Linked DNA regions of Anser cygnoides: region 2 is linked to region 1. The links are chromatin contacts, called in public Hi-C maps. All regions are on one chromosome and are shown on one strand. Each heading gives the region's core, a stretch centred on a gene start, on an enhancer-like site or on the middle of the called end of the contact. The rest is flanking DNA. Distances are from core to core; before and after follow the strand shown.

Region 1 (5,231 bases), core at 2,457-4,956:
AGGACGGCATCCAGTGGGGGGGACCCCACGGGGAGCAGGGGCAGAGAGGGACCGTGGGGGAGCGGCGGAGATGAAGCATCAGGGAGGGACCACAGCCCCCATTGCCTGTTCCCCCATGCTGCTCGGGGGGAAGACATAGAAGAGGGTGGATGAGGAAGAAAGCGTTTTCAGTTTGCTTTTAGATTCTCACTGTTCTAATCTGCTGGTCAGAGGCAATAAGTTATATTAATCTCTCCACATTGAGTCTGTTTTGCCTGTGACAGTAATTGGTGAGCCATTTTCCCGTCGTCATGTCAACCCCTGAGCCCTTTTCCATCATATTTTCTCCTTCTCTTTGAGGAGAGGGAGTGAGAAAGTGGTTGTGGTGGAGTTTAGCTGCCCAGCAGGGTAATGCTCATTTGTTATTAGGAAATACAGATCCCTTTGATGTGTTTCTTCCAAGTCAAAACACATTTTTGGAAGAAAATGCTTCAAAAGTGTATAGCTTCCGTTTGTGATGGGCACACTTCTAATAATAATTTATTATTTTCGCAACACAACAGGTGTTTTCTACATGTACCAAATTCATCATCTAAAATGAATTTATCACACCAAAATACAATGACAATCTTTTTTCCATATACACTTAATATGCTACCACACATCTGCCTGTTGAAGGTCTTACTGGTTGGACTAAAATAGGGTTAAACTGCTTCCCGTATACAGACCACTAATCCGATGCCCTGACACTTGAAAAGATTATTTGACTACTCACTCTCACATTCCTTAGGTCACACACTCACTGTAGCTGCTAGTGACACACACTATCTAGTAGGCCACTGCTGTTTCCAGTGTAAGCAGTAGTATTTAGGCATGCATTTGCTAAACAACTTCACACATCAATCCTGTTTTCCTTAAATCAGAAGCAAGGCTACTACTGGATGAACTTTTTTTTTTTTTAAAATGATGCCATCTTGCCAGGAGGACCGTCATCAGCTTCAGTTTCTACAAATCTGTTGTGTCCTAGAATATCAAACACATTCAGCCCGCAAGTTTGCCTGCTATGAATATCATAAATATATGGAAAGAGAAAGGCACACATATAGCAATGCTGTTGTCACAACTACAAGGACTGACTGCAGGTATCAATGTCAGTAGCAGACTGGACGAATTTATTCTAATGCTTTTTTCCCTCAGAAATATACTTCCTATAACCTAGTTACTCTGATTCCTACCTTTCATTTATGGTCCTCTTTACTGGAAAGAAAACCTCAACAAGAGCTATATTACATCGAAAGTAATAAAGACTGTCTGTTCTCTATTGAAAACAAACAAAAAACAGTCCCTCACATTTAAGATCAAAATATCCATTGTAGCCAAAACACTACTGAATATACTTTTATTTTAAATAGAATTTTAGAGGAAAACTAACTCCCTGATATTTTTACTTCTGTATTTTTTTCTCAGGTTTATTAATTTCACACTTAACTAAAAAGAGCTCTTGCTCTGTGCGCTTTCAGAAGAAATATGATGGTTCCGAGCACTAATAAGCCAGATTCTGAGCATGGAAAGTCACACATGCACTAGATTTGTCATGTTGCTGTCTGAAACAATTTTGAGCGTATTTTGGGCTCCACACAATGAATAATTGCAATGTAAAGTTAAATGCAAAGGAAGAATTCCATCTATGGTTAGAGGTATATTTAGTTAGGTCATGTCTTAACTGCATTCTCAGCTTTAGGCACAGATAAGCCTTCCAGCATCAAATACAATACTGCCGGGAATTAACTAAAATTAATTTTGAGAACATGCTAAATAGCTAAAAAGAAGTAGTTAACAAGCAAGGTCTAACAGACTTTTCTCATTTTTAAATCAAAACTGTTGCTATCGAACTTCTTGCGCTCACTGATGAAAGCTGACAATGACATCTTTCAATAACTACACAAAAAGGTTTTTTTTCAATTGCATTGCGTAGTGGCAATTTTCTGGTTTCTGTTCAGGAAAACAAAACAGTCAGTATGAGTGTTTAACTCATCATTAGTTTGTGTCCGCCCTCCTCTCCCAAATTACTAAAACCAGTATTGCATGTCGGAGTGACACAAGAAAAAGAAGGGTGTTTTAAGCCAATAAGCATGTCCAGATTCAAGGTGCTGTCACAGTCTCTGAAGACAGGACTACATCTGCCTTGGAATCCCTCTGTGGAACTGAATATAGGACAAGGAATCAGAGCTGCCCTTTTTGGTCTCAAGAGTTCAGGTGGACATACACATCATTTTATGTTTCAGTTGGTTTTTTTTTTTAAACATGAAATGTTAGTGCAGAACGCTATATACTTCAATACTATGATAACGTAGCAATTTATACAAAAAAAATCCAAATGATGTATATTATACTTTAAAAAACATTTTCTATTCCAATGGCACCCAGCCATACACACACAAGACAGCAGTTTAAATCAATCAATAAAAATTCACTTAAGCTGGCTTTTAAAGAATAAGCAGAAACAAGAAGCTTCTTGTGAAGTTTCTAAACAAGCAATAAGGAATACAACTTTCCATTTTATTCACCAGATACAGCTCCAACAACAAGATTTATTCTGGCATCCTGAAGTAGCCTTTAAGCGCAAACCTCCGGAACAGTTTCCGTAAGTTCTTAGAACATCTTTTATTTTCCTATTTTCTAATGAATGCCTTGGAGTTTGCCTTTATGAGCAGAATCAGCATTCATCCCCAAGAGCTGCGTTTGCAGAACCAGCACAGACAAAGCACAGATACCAGCTACATCTGCATGCATATCAATCGTGTGTTATTTCCCCACAGTGAGACAACACAGCACAAAGAAGGCTGGGCATACTTAGCATAAAACTTTGAATCCTCCGCGTAACAGCACAGAAACAAAAGCATCAGTTTGGAAACAACTGTAAGAAGCAGGTCCGTAATTAAGTGCTGGGAAAGTGCCTATGTGGAGGGGACAAAGAGCAAGGCAGTGGCAGAGAGAACCGCTGAAGGAAATCGCATGCAATGAAGAAATGCAAGAAGTGGAGATACACAAGAGTGGACACGTAGGGCTTCACTGTTTAAACCCCGTGTTTACTTTAGCCTCGGAAACCTTAAGTGACCGAGCATGCATCCAACACTGAAGTCCCGCCGCTGCTACCATCGGAATGCTGCTACACGGCTCCACAGTCTCTACTGGGGTCCTAGGGATTCAACGCAAACCCATCCTAAGCCCCAGCCGCGCTGGAGGAGGCAGACGGGCCGAATCACCCTGCCAGCAGCCCAGGACCTCCCGCCGCCCCCTCCCAGGCCCCCTGCTCCCTACCCAAGCCCGTTTTGCCCCCATCAGCCCCGCTCCGCCGCAGCCCGGGAGGGCCTCGCCCTCGGTTTGATGGCTTCGCTTCCTCCTGCGGCCCCGCCAAGCCGCCGAGGGCCGGGGGAGCCGGGCGTGCTGAGAGCCCCGGTGCCGGGCATGGGGGGCACGGGGCCGTTTGGCCCTGCCCGGAGCGGGAGGAGGACTGGGAGCGGCGCCCCCCCCCCCCCCCCAACTCACCAGCAGCCCGGCGGCGGCGCCTCTTCCCCTTCCGCCATCGCTGTCGGCGTGCCGGGCCGCCCCGCGCGGCCGTACAGCGCGCCCGGCTGCCGTGACTGCCTGCCTTCCCCTCCCGCTGCCAGCCCCGCTGTCGCGAAGTGAGGGCGCCGGCTGTAAAGCGCGGAAACCGGGCAAAGCTCCTCCTCCCCCCCCCTCCTCCTCTAGGGGAGCAGCGCAGGCGCGACCGCGCTCCCGCGTGGCGGTACCATCATCTTCATCACCTTCATCATCTTCTTCATCGGCATGGGGGACGCGCTGGAGGAGCCGTGGTGGGAGGCTGGGGCCCGCAGCAGCCCAGGTACGCCGCAGCAGGGTTGGGGCAGCCCCTGCCCGCGCCCCCCGCCTCTCCCTCCTCGGCTTGTAGCGCCCTGCTCCCGGTTTTCCCCTCTCGCGGGTGTATTTTTTAATGTTTATTTTCCCGTTCTCTTTTATGCTTCTTCCCCACGGGGATTTTCTGGTGACCTCCGCAGCTGGGCATGCCTGAGCTCTGGCCCGTCAGAGCCGGGGCAGTCAGGGGGAGAAACGGCAGCAGCGAATATAAGCACTTGGGGAACTGCAGGAATTCGCCCCAAAAAGTGGATTTAAACAGACTTAAAACAGAGCCTCCTGTGGAGGGAGCTGCTTGCTCCAGGAGCCTCTTGCTGTGGGTTCGGGGGCTAGCAGCGCACTGCAAGTATTTAGGCTCTGAACTGTGTTTTATTCCAAAATGAGAGCATTTGATGTTGCTTAATGTGTGCTGGTATGCATAAGGGAGGTTAGTTATAGTTCTGAAAGACTTTGGAAGTAGTAAACCTGTGTAGAGCCTGTGGAGGGAAAATACGTGTGGTACTTGAAGAGGGAGCATCACCCACGTGTTGGCTGGGGCATCTCCTATCCCCCTTGCCATATCTTACTGCAAAAGGGCACTTATTTTCTCTAGTGATTTGTCTTTGGAGTATGCTATTAGGGTTGATTTGTCTATTTTCTTGACGATAAATATCTGTCTCTTACGCCCGGCATCTTAAATCAGTGGATCTTGTAGTGCTTTACAGAAAAGATATACAATACCCAAGTTCTCTTTTTTCGTTGCATTCATAATGTGGAGATGTATTGTGGAAATCTAGGTAGGTCGAGGCAACTAAAAATTATTATAAGAATATTAGTAGGAGCTGAAGATATCTGTAGCTCTGGATAGACTCCAGGTACTAAACCTTCCAGTGTCTTGATTTCCTAGGTCACCAACTTCCTGTGAAAAGGTACTTGGAGTATATTTTAAGAGAAGTAACGTGTGTATATAAAATAAAGAGGGGTCACAAGCCCCTTGAGGCTGCTGAGCATTCCGTTTTTATTCTTAGTCTCATGTATGTTCCTTAAGCAGTTCCTGTTCCCATGGTAAATGCTGTAAGGGATTTAGGACTCTGGAATGGAAAAGCTCCCAAAGGGCCTATTTGATCATTCTGCCAACCAGAGGTTATCTTTGTGGTGGCTGGTAAACTGATTTTTTTATTATTATTATTTATTGTTGACAGCTTTCCTTTAGAAACTCGATACAAATCAGAAATACGTTTATTCATGTGAACGATAAACTTTTGACATGCTGGGTAAACCATCAGACTTTGAGATGAGACTGTGAATCCCAACTTTTTCAGTTATATACAACTCCTCAAGATTTTTGCAATTGCACT
Region 2 (5,395 bases), core at 124-2,623, 240 kb after region 1:
TAATGCTGTTGGATTTTTTTTGTTTCTTTGTCTCTCATTTCATTTATCCTAAATGGGGGAGAGAAGGAAGTGAAAAGAAACCTCACAAAGAAACCAGAGGTGGAGTGAATGAGTTTATCAGACTCTGTTTTGGTGAGCTTCAGTTACACTGAAGTGTAAAGGTTTAAATAAAAATTGACTGTATACTTTTCAATCTGACCAAAGGACAAGTTTCCCACTTTGAAAACTTTCTGTATAGAGATTGATGACAACACAGAGCAGTCTCAACTCTTCAAATTACTTGTTTGTAAGACTCAAATGGGGTTTTTTAAAACATTTTGTTAAACATTATTTTCTTCCATTTACAAATAAGCACTGAGCAAATGTCAGGTTTCATTAAAGCAAAAGGGTTTGTAAGAAATAGAGAATAGTTAGGCTTTCTGACATCATACATTCCTGTGCACAGAAGGATATAAACCTGAGAGAAACCTCAGAAATAAGTTATTCATAAGTGGGAAGAAGGAACCATAAGGAAACTCTGGAGTTACCACGATAACAGAGAATCTTCTGTTCCTGCTGAAGTGTGTCATTAATATTTACCCTCACATGCATTTGACTTTTATCTTTAGATAAGCAATGAGGCACAACCATGTCTGTTATAAACCAAAGTACTTTTGCATATGGCTTATGTATACCTGACCTTCCTGCTCACTTTCATTCAGGTGTCTCAGCCACAGACAACACTGTGGCTGTTACAGTGCAGTACTTCCCTTGGACTCGTTGATACTGGCTGATAATATGGAAAGTCCCGTAGAAATTTTGCAGCCCAGGGTGGATCTCTGGCTGTGGCATACTTTATCAACTGTGTACAAATTACAGCCTAATCTGTAGCTGTGTTAGATGGGACTGCAGGAGTCATGGTATTTAGCCAAAGCATTATCTTACTTTTGATGCTTTCTTTGATTTTTGTTTTCTTCAGATAAAGAAAGAAACAATTGACCTACTGGAGATGAGTATTATAAAGCTATGCAGAGAAGGGTCTGTGAAGCTGGGACTCTTTTAATGGCTTTACCTACAAGGACGTCGTTTACAGCTGCTTTTTACTTCTATCCTGTCTGCAACTGGCAAGTGATTAACAGTGATCGAATTAGGAATATTGACTTTTCTGAGGTCAATCAATACAGAAAGAATGCACAGTGCAACTTTTTCTGATGTTCCTTTTCTTTTAATAATAAAAACAGAAGTTTTATTTGTGGTTTTAGTATGACTTATTGCCCAAGCAATGTGATACTGAAATTAGTTCGCCTTCACCTACAAAATTTACTATTATATGTCACTTTCAAGACTTGGAAGATGAGCGAACCTAGGTGTGAAAGCCTTTGTACGTGTCAGTTATCTCTTTCTGCTGTCCCAAAGGAAACCTTTACTTCTCTCACTGAAGTGGTAAGCTAGTTCTTGCTTTAGAGGATCTTTGAAAATGTTGTATGAATGTTAGTAATTTGTCAAAAAAGTATTTTTCTCCCATCTGATCTACAGCTGGCTAAATGCTATTTTATGCTGTTACATGATACATTATGTTTAAAATTTCAGTATATTAAATTGAGACTTTATTGTGGTTAAACAGTTGAAATGTGTGAAGAATATTCTACTGTTTGTCCAGTTAAAAGGAGATTATCTCTCACTGGGTAATACTTTTATCATTATGAAAAGTAGGGAATGGGTGCACCTTTTTCACAGAAAGACAAGATGAATAGATGTGGACTGATTGTCAACATCTTGGAAGGCCATATATCCAAATCAGATGGTTTTAGAATTAATTGTCCTATTGTGATAAAGAACACACAGCATTTTTACAGCTTTAAATTGCATCTAGATCAATAGCAATGAATGCAGCAGTAGGTTAAGAAAATTGGTTTTCCAAACCAATATTGTCTGTCTACTACTCTCAGCCCCTCCAGTCCTCCCCAGTGGCATCCAGTGCAACTGGAGTAGATCTTTCATTTTATCCCATGCTTGTTAGCTGGTCAGCAAGTGAAGGGTGAAGAAATAATAAATCTGAGATTACGCAGAAATTCCAGTAGAGTTGGTAGTATCCTTACAAAAGAATAAGACATAAATACAACTGAATTGTGGGGCAGGAAAAAGCATATATTTAAGCTTTTTCAGGCAGCATGATCTGGACGTACTGACCAAAGTACACAAACATCTGATTGGTACAAGCTGATCATGGTGATCCAGACACAAATGTAGAAAAGGAGGAAGAGAGAGATCTAGTTAATAAGTAATTCCTGGCTATAATGCAAGTCTGAACAAACAGCACAGTTTCTCAGCAGTAAAGACAGTATCTCAGCTTAAACACTCTCCAGCACAAGTATATTATTCCTTCCTCTCACTAAGAAGAATATGAAAAACAAGAAGAGTTTTGCTCCACAAGAAGCAGAAGCACGTCCTTCCAGATGTCCGGATAACAGTGCATTCAAACAACAGAGGCTACCGGCGTGGAAGCCCCAGCTTACCATTGCGACTGTGCTCTCCACCTTCTTTCTCACGGGAGCATTTTGCCTTTCTGTGGGAATCTGCCTCATATTGTCTGCAAACAGCGTCAGAGAAATCCAGGTTTGTTTTGAGTGGGGTGTTAGGTGTTCTATTAAGAAGAAATCAATCTATGTTTGGGGGAAAAGAGCTTTGAGTTTGTGCTTCTGGATAAAGAATATAGCAATGGCTTCATGCCTTGGACACATCAAGCAGCCAGTATTTCTGTGAAAATCCTCAGATAGTTGGTCACCAATAAAAGCCAAGTACTGGGTGGTTAACTGAGAAGTAATATCCAAAATATGTGTGGGAACTCTCACCACTGGGTGGTAATATCTGAAATGTTGTCATTATTTTCTCGTTTTTTGAGGGCAAATAAACTAACCCCTTTAATAGTGTTTGGCACTAGAAGATAAATATTTGCTGGGGCAAAATCTTAAAACACAGGAGCCCTGATGTTTAAATGCTGTTTCCTGGAAGCAAAATTGGTTAAACCTGCTGCTGTTAATGGACTGCTGGTTGGAGCTGACTCTCAGCACTACATCCAGGCTGTTCACAGGGGGCGGGCCATAATTCCCATGGGAGTTCATCAAGCATTACTTGGTCAGCCAGGCCAAGCTGCAGAAGTGCTCATCACTCAGCACTTCTTTGCCGAGGAGCAAATGTGGAGGTTCTGCAACAGTCATCAAAAGGCTCTAAAGCAGCTTTAAACTAGGGATGAAATTTGTGAATGTTCCATTGAGGCCAAGTCCTAATTCTCTATATCTCTGTCAATTTTAACAATGTCTTTGGCAATCCCAAATCACTTAGGAGAGAACTGCTCTGGGAGGTCTTGTAGCTAAAACACTAATCTTTTCCTGTGTTCATGTCCTTTTTTGTAATCTCTCTGCTTGTTCACTTCTCTGACAGATTAATTATTCAGACAAATGCTCGGATTGTTCAAAACTTCGTGAAAATTCCTATAATTGGAATATTGAATGCCTCTGTTCTGTTGATTTCAAGCTGAAGGAAGATATGCTGGTAAGTGGATATGAGAAACCAACGCATGTGGCTTAGCACCTCTTGTTGGTTATGCCCCTGCATGATAAAATATGCTAATTTTGCTCTGTAGAGCTCACGACTGAATTTTCTTTTTGCTCTTTATAGACATGAAATACTCTTAATTTTACACGTTTACATTTGCTATTGATTTTGGCACGTGTTGAAAATACTCAAGATCAGGCTGCCTCTGCCCTTGGACAGGAGATCTCCAAGGAGAAGGTGGGGATAGAGGAAATGGTGTTTGACTGTGGAGATCACTTCTCTTTCTGAGTCAGTAGCAAACCCTTGCCCTTACCCGGGGTTAGGTATTTGTGCACAGCTAAGCTCTCAAATGAGAAAGAAATCTGAAACTCTGACCACTTGTCATGAGTCAACCATTGCCCATTACAGTCTTTTTTTCAGGGCTTGTGCTGTTAATATCTAGGGTTCTTGAAACAATTCAAGTCTAGCATTGTCATTCTCCAGTTTCATTTGGGAGAAGTATCATTCATTTTCTGTCCCAAACTGCTGGTTGTGTTGCTGAGGCTGTTAGAATGCCTGATATTCTGCCACAGATGTCTTACACTTAGTACTACATAGATGATCCCTTAAAATTACAGCGGTATTTATATTATAAAGTCACTTTATGGTTCTTCAGTATCAAAGAGGCTGTTAAAGTGCTCTGTGGGTAATGGTTTAGATACAGTAATGTTTGAGATGAGAAGTTTGTTTAACTGAATAAAGTTTTTTGAATACATTACTAAACCTCTTTGTTGCTTATATTTTCCTGCCTAGTATTCTCCTTTTAATTACAGGACTAAATTTTCCAAAGGACTCAGATAATTGAAGAGAGGTAGCCTTAGTTTCCAAAAAAAAATCTGCAGGAATTAAGACTGGTGGCTCCTTTTTTTGTTTGGGCATCTTCCTTTTACAGAAAATGGGTGTCTGTCTCCATTAAATTATTCATACTCATTGCTGGTTCATGGCCAGTCATTACCAGCTTGAGTAAAATAACAATCATGCATTTTCATTTTAGGTTTCATTTAGGGTTTTAAAGTATGTTTAATTTTGTGCCAAAATACAAAAACTTTCAGTTGGGGTAAAGGACAGGTTTTAGCTGTGTCTGCTAAAGTAATTGGTTAGAATATAGTTACCAACACGTAAGTATGAATTGAACTCTCTACTTCCCTCATTTTTTTTGGTAAGTAGCGTGATTTCTCTTGTCTGCATGAGCTTACCTTATTGAAAGGATTTATCCTTGAATTCTAGGGTGATGTTTTTATGTACTATGGCCTGCAAAATTTCTATCAAAACCACCGTCGATATGTGATATCAAGAAGTGATGCACAGTTGTTGGGTCGAGATGTAAATGTAAGTTTTTTCTTTATATTATGAGATCAGTGTTTTCACCAGGTGCATCTTTGACCACACAGACAGCTAACTAAGCATAACTTTCAAGGTGTTTTGAGATGGCTGTAGGGAATAAGAAGGTACAGATTTTCAGTGCTTAATCTCTGCTTTTATGATTGCTAGGGCAATTATGTGTTATAAGTTAATAACAGAGGAAGGTTGAGTGCATAAATAAAAGATGTCAGTCCAATGTTGCAGTTCCCAAACCTGCACTGTATAGGGGTAGTATTAAAAATACATTGTCCTTTAATAAAAAATTAAAAAAAATAAATTTATAGGAAGTGTTTCCTTCTAGTGTTTTTAGTTGTCTTAGCCAGAAATCTTTTAATTTGTGGTTTTATTTTAAGTTTAGGAAATTAAGATGTTCAAAGACTTTCATTTTGACATCTGGCTTTGGAAGTGGACAAGGAGTAGGGAATGGTACATGGTGAAATAGGTGATCATGTAGCATTAG

The links. Hi-C and Micro-C count contacts between places; a contact is called where the count stands out from the background.
Region 2: a contact with region 1 is called in a Hi-C map of liver, with 2.0 times the contacts expected there. The contact joins the promoter of LOC106038425 here to the promoter of CMSS1 in region 1. A contact is called at or near these places in 5 of 7 Hi-C or Micro-C datasets (fetal liver, granulosa cells and liver).

Annotation. Positions count from the first base shown.
Region 1 is chr1:94,986,846-94,992,076 of Taihu_goose_T2T_genome, forward strand. It overlaps CMSS1 (cms1 ribosomal small subunit homolog), which reads left to right and starts at 3,707. Exons shown (of 10, transcript XM_013184994.3): 1 at 3,707-3,865. The coding sequence starts at 3,811. TBC1D23 (TBC1 domain family member 23) reads right to left here and starts at 3,680. Exons shown (of 18, transcript XM_048058155.2): 1 at 3,529-3,680. The coding sequence starts at 3,566.
Region 2 is chr1:95,228,789-95,234,183 of Taihu_goose_T2T_genome, forward strand. LOC106038425 (cell cycle control protein 50C-like) reads left to right here and starts at 1,374. Exons shown (of 12, transcript XR_010828599.1): 1 at 1,374-2,595; 2 at 3,421-3,531; 3 at 4,801-4,902. It overlaps CMSS1 (cms1 ribosomal small subunit homolog), which reads left to right. Exons shown (of 10, transcript XM_013184994.3): 10 at 959-1,228. The coding sequence ends at 1,042.